Linked DNA regions of Mus musculus: all the other regions are linked to region 1. The links are chromatin contacts, called in public Hi-C and promoter capture Hi-C maps. All regions are on one chromosome and are shown on one strand. Each heading gives the region's core, a stretch centred on a gene start, on an enhancer-like site or on the middle of the called end of the contact. The rest is flanking DNA. Distances are from core to core; before and after follow the strand shown.

Region 1 (2,910 bases), core at 234-2,733:
TCATTTGCCATGGGGAAAGAACTCAGGCAATTGATAATTTCATTCTGAGAGTAAAAGAAGAGGGGGTATTTGTCTTTCTTCCTTCTTGCATGTCTTTTCTCTCGTTTCAGATTTGCTTTGGCTATTTTAAGCTGGATCCCATTTTCCTAGTCTCTTGATCTCACCCCACCCTACCGCACCCTCCTGGAGCTGGTGGATGCCCCAGAGGAAACAAACTTTTTTCTTCTTGCAGCCATTTGCTCTCTTCTGCCTGCGACTGACCCGATCCTATCATCATGACCCTTCGACACCTTATTCTGTCTTCTCCACTGTCTCTTTGGTTGCCTCTGGCCCACCCCCAGCCATCCAAAGCCTCCTCCCCCTGCCCCATTTTGCCTTCAGCGGGCTACTCTGAATCTGAGGTGGCCACCCCAGCGCCACTTGTTCCTTAACCCAGAATTGCTGAATTGTACAGTGTTACACACAGGGCTTCTCCTAGCACCAGACGATGGGAAGAAAGTTCACAAAAGGAGAAGAGGTGCGCTACAAGCACCGCCAAAGTTACCTCTGAACCTCCATACAAATTAACGTTGTTGGGGGGGGGGGCGTCGATCTATTACAGGGTTGTCTTTTATCTTCTCCAAATGGCTCCAGTAAGACTGATAGGGCCTTAAATTCCAGGCCAATCAAGCTGTTCTTCATCTTCCTAAACCTTTCCCCCTACAGCCAGAGAGCCCCAGCGAATGTTCCTGGGTCTCCCTCCTCTTCTGTGGAAGTAGCTAGGGAGACACTCCCCTACCCACCTCCCAAACCCTGCCTCCAGAAAACCAGAGCTGTTAATGAATCAACCCCTTTCCCCAGGCTTTGCCCAGGACTCGGAGCCTAACAAACTCAGAGAAAGAAGGAGGAAGAATCATTGTCTGGAGGGGAAATATACCTCCTAAGAACAGCCTCATAGCGCTAGTGAGTCAAACACCTGCATCTCCATCCAGCTCCTTCGCAATCCGGCATTCTCCCTTGCCTCCCCCATCATACACACACACACACACACACACACACACCACAGGCTAAGCAGCTTTAACACTGTCAAAAAGGAGGAAAACGAAGGTGGAGTGGAACACCACCACTGTAGGAATACATTTAAAGTTATCCGTAGCTGTGGCAAACGACTCTTACCTGTTAACCAGAAGACAGCGGTCCACCCCAACACGACCCTATCCATCTTCCCCAACTTCCCATCCAGATCCAGAGTGGGAAAAGCGGGCATCAGCTGGCACGATAAGATCCGGATGACCTCGCAGCAGCAGGCGGCGGCGGCGGCGGAGCGCGGGCCCCGCGCGTCCCTGGCGCCGCAGCCCTCGGGGCTGGCCGCGCAGCCCGGCCCCGGGCGCTGGACGCCGCCGCCTGCGAGAGGCGCGCTGCCGCTGGCTCTAGAGTCCGATTGGGCTGCGGGGGCCGTTCCCGCACGCACAGGCTGCGCGGCACCGGCGAGCGCCTCCCCGCAGCAGAGCTCGCCGCGCGGGGGAGCTCGATCGCCGCGCCGCCGCCCGCGCCAACACCGCCCGCCAAAGTTTCTCGGTCACGTGCCGTCTCCCGGGGCTGGGAGGTCAGAGCCTAGCAGCGAAGTCCACCCCAGAGGGCGGACCATGTGGCGGGGGCTGCGACTCAAGCTCTACTTGAGCCACCAAGCAGGCTGGGACTCGATGTTTCCTTGCACCTGTACTGGGTGTCAGGGACAGAAAGGCTACAAGGACTTGGCATAACTTCTCCTGGGGCTTAGACCTGTGTGGTGTTTGTTTGTTTGTTTGTTTGTTTGTTTTTGTTGTGCCCTGGCTGGTGCATCTGGTTCAACGAACCAAGAGGCCCCAACCAAATTAGGATCCATAGGGGAGAAACCCTTTAGGCAAAAATCTTTTTTCTGTTAAAACGTATGTGGCCTTTTTAACAGAAAATGAGCAGAGAGAGAGAGAGAGGGAGAGAGAGAATGGGAGGGGGAGGGGGAGGGGGAGGGGGAGGGGGAGGGGGAGGGAGAGGGAGACTACACCTATACATTCTCCATTTGCAGCGTACATTTCCATGGGCTATGCCCACTTTTAAAATGGAGTTGTCTCCTGTCTATTGGAAAGGACTCACAATACGTTGAGAAAGCACTGAGAAACGAATGTTTGGGTTAGCAAATATATACTAAGGCTCTCCTAGGCTCTAAGCATTAAGGCTACAGGATGAGAATGGTGTCCCTTGAGGAGCCATATCCTGGGTCCAGGAGAGGAAGAAAGGCCAGACCTTTAGAGGCATAATGCATAGTCATTGTAAAAAATATGCCGGTTGATGTCATTGTAGAAGAGATAGGGAAGGGGCAGGTGGACTCAGGAAAGAACAAGTTAGTCCCAGGGGTGGGGCTGATGACCACAATAAAGGAGACATCTGTGTTAACACTTGAAAGATGGGACAAGATTTGGGCTTGTTGAGGGTTGGTGGCAGTAAGGAAGCAGACACCCATATTCTGTCTAGAGGAAGGGAGAAAGAACTCCGAAGGACCGAAAAATGCCCGTGAACTCGGAAACAGAAATCCTTCACCCTAAGAATGTATGCATGTGAAAGCAGGGGTGATGTATATATGGGGACATGCAGAATCAGGAGGAAGCTCAATGGTGGCCTTTTGCCACCACTTGCCTTCTTTTTGCATATCTGGACAGTTCCAAATACAGAAGCCAGAAAGTCTAGTCACCTCCTAACCACCAAAGCTGGAGGAGAGGCCCCTGGCCCCAGTATGGCCAGGGTGACCTCTTAACAGGTAGGTTTCTGAATCTGGATAAAGTAGTGCAAGAGGCAGGCACACCGGACAATCAGTTTTGCCCGGAGGTAGCAGCAGCATCAGGGGCCGGGGCCAGGTGTGGTGGTTGGAGGCTGGGTGGCCACCCTGCTCAGGGG
Region 2 (3,138 bases), core at 34-2,533, 160 kb before region 1:
AACAAAGGAATCCTAACCTTCTCTTTCAATATATCAATAATCTCTGTGCAGTGATTAAGCCATCATTGCTCTTTGCTCTTGTCAGCCATAACAACATTTCAAGAGTGAGTCTTCTGTGTCGTACTATATGTATTAAAAAGCACAGCTCATCTATGCCTTGGCATTTGTGCTTACACACACATTAGTGAACAGAAGCAATAAGTTTAAAGTAAAATGTTTAACAACAGCTTCTCCTGGGGGCTGTAAAGGCAGCTCGGGTGTTAAGTGCACTGCTCTTGAAGAGGATCAGAGCTTAGTTTCCAGCACCCCGATCAGGCAGCTCACAGCTACCTGTAACTCCAACACAGTGGTATCCCATGACTCTAGCCTTCAGGCATAAGCACATACCCATGCACATATTACTTAAAATAATATTTTGATTTTTAAAAACGATTCTTTTCTTAACCACAGGCTCTTGAACCCTCTCCTGAGCTGCCTCTGCTGCCGTGCTCCCCACCCCCACCTCTGCTTGCCCAGCCTTATTTAAGCAAGAATCCTAAGTCAGTTTAGCACATTTGTTATCTGATCACCCTGGTCTGCTTTCAACCAGAATCCAGTTTAGTGGGTTTAGCAAGAATCCCTCAATCTTTGATAATTCCTCTTAGTAATTATCCACACTCTTGACATCCACACCCCTTCCTCTCCTTGGCTATAAATCACCAACCCCCAAGTTGAACTCAATCTTTTAGTATTTTCAATAAGTATGAAGTGTGTGTGTGTGTGTGTGTGTGTGTGTGTGTGTGTGTGTGTGTGTGTGTGGTGTTTGTTTAAACAAGGTCCAAACAGATCTCCGACTGTAGAATCTTTTTCTGAAATAAGAAGATTTTCGAGGTCTCCTGGAACATGGTTGCTATATTCTCCACAGAGCTGTGGGCAAACAACTCGAAAAAACTTCTTCACACCTACTACGCCCAGGAAACTACATGCTTGGGAGTTAAAGGGCAATACTACAAAAATCTTCAAGTTCGCTTCTTGGTATGCTTGGATCAGCGTTCTGGACAGAACAAGAACGATGAGCCCGGTCACCCCTCCGCGCACAGAGCATTTCTGGATGCCTGAGCGGAAAGGCTGCGGTGTTCCTCCGAGCAAATGCCCACCTCGGCGGCCGCAAGTGAGCCAGCCACCGGGCTAACGCGGCTCGAAGCACCGAGGTCGCCGGAAGCGCCGCCGAGACCTGCTGACGTCACCGCCCCTAGCCCGCCCCTAACACCCTGGGCTCCGCCCACCCCTCCCCTCCCACCACGTGTCCTCGCTCCCTCCCGAGGGGCCGCGCTGGGGCGGCGGGAGCGGTGGAGACGATGGCGCGGTGAATGCCGGGCCACAGCCTTCGTCGCCCTTTGCGGCGACGCCGCCCGCTCGGCCGGGGTGAGTGCGCGCGGGCTGCGGGATCCGGGCGGCTCGTCCTCGAGGCCGGCGGAGGAGGCTGGGCCACGGTGGGGCGGGGGCCGCCGGTGGCAGTGTCGCCTCCGCCGCCGCCTTTGTTGCGGGCCGGCCGGGGAGGTAGGCGGCGTGGGCTGTCGCCGCCCCGCAGGTGGACCGAGGACCTTAGTGGTGGGCGGGGGTGGCGGGAGAGGGTTGGACAAGATGGCTGGAGCGGGCAAGGGCGGCGGCGAGCACCTTCGTGCCGGCCCCTCCCACCACCCGCCCCGCAGCTGGGCACAGGCCGCGGCCAAGTTCAGGTCCCGGGACTCCTGTGACCTCACGAGTGTTCCTACCTCCCCATGCCTCCACCCACCCCAGAAACATTGAAGAAGCTGACTCTGAACTCCGGGAAGATCCTTGCTTGGGAAGTCCCGGGAAATGGAGCTCACAGATGCACACTCTCTGCATACCCAGCAGCTGCCCGCAGTCTCTTCTGGGGAACCTCTTTGTACCAGCCTGAGGAGGCTTCGAATAGAGAGGATTTGCGACCCAGAGGCGAGGAGAAGTCCAGCCAGGTTTGGGTTGGCCTCTGCCACCCAGGCACGCCCCTCTCTGCATCATGGACTTGGCTTTGGGAGGTCCTTTGAGGCAGAAAAACTGTTAAGTTTCTGAAGTAGCTTGTGGACAGCGCCTATGAATCTGGAAAACCCAGGTGATAACTATTTTGGGCTAACTATTTAAATTTCCTATCTAGGCTGAGATACTTTGATGTGGTAGCAAATCAGCACCGCCCTCCTCTGGTCCTGATTCCGTGCTCAAACAGTCCTGGCAGTGGGAACTTCTGCCCATCACTGAGCTGTTTGAAACCTCTTCCCGGGATATTTACCCACTGTTCTAAGTTCTGCCCTTCTGCACAGAGGCTCTGTGAAAACTACTCTGGTCTCCGTGCCACAGGGGGCTCTTTAAATATTTGAAGTTAGCCAGATAAATTATCTGCCCTCAGCCTCTGTAATAATTAAATAAGCCAGCCACCTTTCTGAACCCCTTCCTTCCAGCTGGAAGCAGACAGTGCTTTGACCTAAACAGGTTTGTGTGTGTGTGTGTGTGTGTGCCTGAGCCGCCCTCTCACAGACTAGTTCCCACTGACACCTGATTGTCTGCTAACTCTTGAATGCAGAAATGGAGTCCCGGGCCTACCCTCTGAATTTGACCCTGAAAGAAGAGCAAAAGGAGGAAGAGGTTGAGATCCAAGAGTTGGAGGATGGCCCCATAGATATGCAGAAAGTACAAATCTGCTCAGAAGGCGCATGGGTAAGTAAAGTGTGAGCAGTCCAGCCTGAGAGCCAGGCTTGCTTTGGGGGTCTTCCTCCCGGAGCAGACATGGAAGTAAGAATAGCCCAGTCTCCTGTGTTTACATTCCTGAGAAAACAGCCTGGTGGCTTCAGAAGACAAATAATGGAGGAGGTGGTTAGAGGACAGGACTTCCGGCAGCAAGGCTGATTACAGGTCTCAGAAACTTGTCACTCTTTCAGTACCTGTTTCCCCTGTGCCTGACAATAGCACCATACGTATTACAGGCACCAAATTCATGGAAGACTTGGGTCATAGAGCTGGCATGAGAGGTGTATGTCTCCTAGGTGTGAGTGGAAGTGCCAGGCTCCACAGATTACACAGGTACAGGTGCAACCGTATTTAACACACACATTTATTTACAGTGTTACTAGAGACATGGAAATT
Region 3 (3,204 bases), core at 158-2,657, 240 kb after region 1:
AAGAGCAAGCAGTTAAGGCATCTCTCCAGTTCCTGAACCAGCGTTCTTACTGAGGCAATAACTGATACTTTCAGGTAGCTCTGCACCATGGGCCTTGCCTACTGTACATTTAAAGTATAGAAACAATTTTAATGAGTAGGTAAAGCTGGGACAGCAAGATGGGTTCAGCAGGTAAAGGTGCATGCTGGATGAGCCAAATGACCTGAGTTCCATTTCTGGGCTACACAGAAAGGTGGAAGGAGAGAACCAACTTCATAGAGTTGTTCTGTTACCTGCACATATGCACACACACATGTATTAAGTTTATACATAATACTAATAAGAAAGAAAATAAAGTCAAGTCATTAAATTTAAATGACTTAAATTTTATACATCTAATGATATATATTTAATATAGTAATACATGTACAGTTACTGAAATACATAGTCTTAATTAAACTACACGCATTTGTTTTAACCTTTCTTGACATTACTTATCTGCTACTTACTAGTTATTTATACTCCTCCCACCTCTCAACCTGTAACTAAATAGTAGACTGCTGGTTAGAGATTGCTGTAATATTAAAACAAGACAGGAAGTGGTTTCATTGGTAGCAAGGTTATGTATTTTTCTTTCTACTTGATTAAATTCTCAACTTCTTACAAAGTTATAGACACAGGTAGCAGTTACCCAACAATTTTACTTGATTTACAAAGAGATGTGGCAGTGCAAAAATAGTTCAGGTATGAGTTGCTTGCTCATTTTGAGATTGTGACAGGGTATAAATACCCACATCTAACCAAGACGGGACTGGTTGAGTAAACCGTGGTTCATGCATGTAGTAAAGTATGCAGAGACATAAAAAAGAATGACCAAAGGCCTGAGAGGGAGCAACCACCCATACATTTAGGTGTAGAAAGCGATGTAGAGAGCAGTATACATGGTATTCAATGTTTTCACCTATGAAATTGAGAAAAATAAGAAAAGATGGATTCTTATTTTGCAAAACGAAGGTTGCAAGAAGAGATACTGGAAGATATACAACAAACTAATAAGACATGGCTTCCTAAAGAAGAATTGTGGTACATTCCTTTCATCCCAGTATGTAGGAAACAGACATAGGCCGATCTCTGTGAGTTCAAGGCCAGCAGGGGCTACCCAGCAAGACCTTTCACACACACATAAAAATCTGTATATCATAAGACACTGTAGCTCAGGTTTTTAAATTTATATAAGGTAGATCCACTAAAATAAACACATTACCTACATTTTCTAAAAGTGTTTGCTGTGTGTTTCAAGCCTAAGGTCTACAGATACACTTTCTCTTCCTGGTGACATCACCTGTTGGTGGGATCTAGACTAACAGTTCTCAGGAATAAAACCTCATTTGTAATAAAGGTTCTAGAAGGTGGATTGACTGATTAGAACTTTGTGAGTACAGAGATTAGAATGTTGCAGACTCAGAGCCAAACTATCTTGGGCTATTACAGCCTCTTTTAGCCAGGCATGGTGGCGCACGCCTTTGATCCCAGCACTCGGGAGGCAGAGGCAGGCAGATTTCTGAGTTTGAGGCCAGCCTGGTCTACAAAGTGAGTTCCACGATAGCCAGGGCTATACAGAGAAACTCTGTCTCGAAAAATTTAAAAAAAAAAAAAAAGAGTCCACTGTCATGCTCTGTATGAACTAACACCCTGTGACTAATACAGGAAACCTTCTGGAATCATGACTAGACCACTGGAATCCACTAACCTCAGATAAGAATGTCACCAGATCTATTATCTAAGACATGTAGATTTCCCCACTTCTCTGTAACCTGCCTACCTGATATTTCCATCAATATATTTGAAAATTCCTCATGACTTTCCTTTGTTCTTGTAACTGTGAAAATTTCACAGAACTGTTTCTACTTTGGAACATGGTTTTTAAGGCAATCTGAACCCATGTATTTGGGCCATGATCACTAATATTTGGCTTAAGAATAAACTTACTTCTATTTCTTTCATAGCGGGTGTTGATTTATGCTGACTAAGCTGTATGCTGATCTTTCAGGGCTTGCTTTTGTGCCTTCCTCCTTATTCATGGAGATTACTGTTTTCAGCCTGCCTCCACTTTTATATTTTCATTTAGTATTGCTATGTAATTGGAGCACAGGAAATGTTGATAGGCGTGAACTTACTGTGGAAATGGAAATCTTTTGCTTTCATCTTAACCCTAATATTGAAAAGCCTTTAAAAATCTCTTCCTGCTTTAAAAAACACAGAATTAATAAGCATTTCTTAGCAGATAAAATATTAAAAATGGCCCCAGTACTTGGGAGGCAGAAGCAGGTAGATCTTACGTGTTCCAGGCCAGCCTGGTCTACATAATGAGTTCCAGGACAATCAGAGCTACATAAAGAAACCCTGACAAAAACCAAGAAACAAACCAAACAAAACATCCCTTAAAACCGCATCTCTAAATTTTGACTCTCAATACAAAATGTGATATTTCATAGAATTTTAAATGTCATAGATTGTCAGATACCATTAAAATGTTGCCAACTATCAAAATACATTTTAAAATTAAGCCCCTTCTGAGATTCATCTTGATTTTAAAAATACTGATATGTGGAAAATGTATATTTAGAGCACATAAAATTCAGACAACTATGTTGACTTAGAAGATTAAAAGGTTGAATTAAGCTGGGTAGTGGTGGCGCAAGTCTTTATTTCCACCACTTGGGAGGCAGAGGCAGGCGGATTTCTGAGTTCGAGGCCAACCTGGTCTACAGAGTGAGTTCCAGGACAGCCAGGCCTATACAGAGAAACCCTGTCTCAAAAAACAACAACAACAACAACAAAAGGTTGAATTAAATGTGCACTATTATCAGGATATTCCAAAACTCCTCAAAAAATGTTCTGTCTAGAGCAATGCCAAATATAGGTTTCCAGTGCTGCATATGAATAAAGACTTTGTACATGTATTGGACAGTTACTATAATATAGATGGAATTGTGCAAGAAAATATGTTTTAAAAATGTTTAGCATAGGTAATGCTCTGGCTCTTCAGTCTTACTCTAGTGAAAGAGATGCATGTAACATCTTTGACAATAAGAAAGGACCCAGCTTCAGGAAGATAACAGTTGAAATTGTGGGGATGGATAATGACATCAAACAGGCTTGCAACATACAGAGAGATAAAGGCATGTCCTTGGAGAGTACCTATATTAGATGGGAAGAAGAGGA

The links. Hi-C and Micro-C count contacts between places; a contact is called where the count stands out from the background. Capture Hi-C pulls out chosen DNA fragments and counts their contacts.
Region 2: a contact with region 1 is called in a promoter capture Hi-C map of adipose tissue. The contact joins the promoter of Pogk here to the promoter of Ildr2 in region 1. A contact is called at or near these places in 11 of 39 promoter capture datasets (the 3T3-L1 cell line, 3T3-L1-derived adipocytes, embryonic stem cells and 5 more) and 3 of 9 other capture datasets (adipose tissue, liver and pancreatic islet).
Region 3: a contact with region 1 is called in a Hi-C map of pancreatic cancer cells, with 4 times the contacts expected there. The contact joins the enhancer-like site here to the promoter of Ildr2 in region 1. A contact is called at or near these places in 2 of 484 Hi-C or Micro-C datasets (the HL-1 cell line and pancreatic cancer cells), 1 of 115 datasets of contacts at active chromatin or transcription factors (bone marrow-derived macrophages) and 1 of 9 other capture datasets (adipose tissue).

What each region holds. Positions count from the first base shown.
Region 1 is chr1:166,252,712-166,255,621 of GRCm38.p6, reverse strand. Ildr2 (immunoglobulin-like domain containing receptor 2) reads right to left here and starts at 1,483. Exons shown (of 10, transcript NM_001164528.1): 1 at 1,156-1,483. The coding sequence starts at 1,246.
Region 2 is chr1:166,407,973-166,411,110 of GRCm38.p6, reverse strand. It overlaps Pogk (pogo transposable element with KRAB domain), which reads left to right and starts at 1,283. Exons shown (of 6, transcript NM_175170.4): 1 at 1,283-1,404; 2 at 1,780-2,113; 3 at 2,579-2,712. The coding sequence starts at 2,095.
Region 3 is chr1:166,007,659-166,010,862 of GRCm38.p6, reverse strand. No RefSeq gene overlaps it. Among named protein-coding and RNA genes, the nearest start is that of Pou2f1, 6.6 kb to the right of the region's middle. Within about 2 kb of position 1,407, at least 14 of the 459 cell types and tissues checked have an H3K27ac peak or open chromatin away from gene starts, as enhancers often do. A contact at or near this core is called in the HL-1 cell line and pancreatic cancer cells, where this site is marked.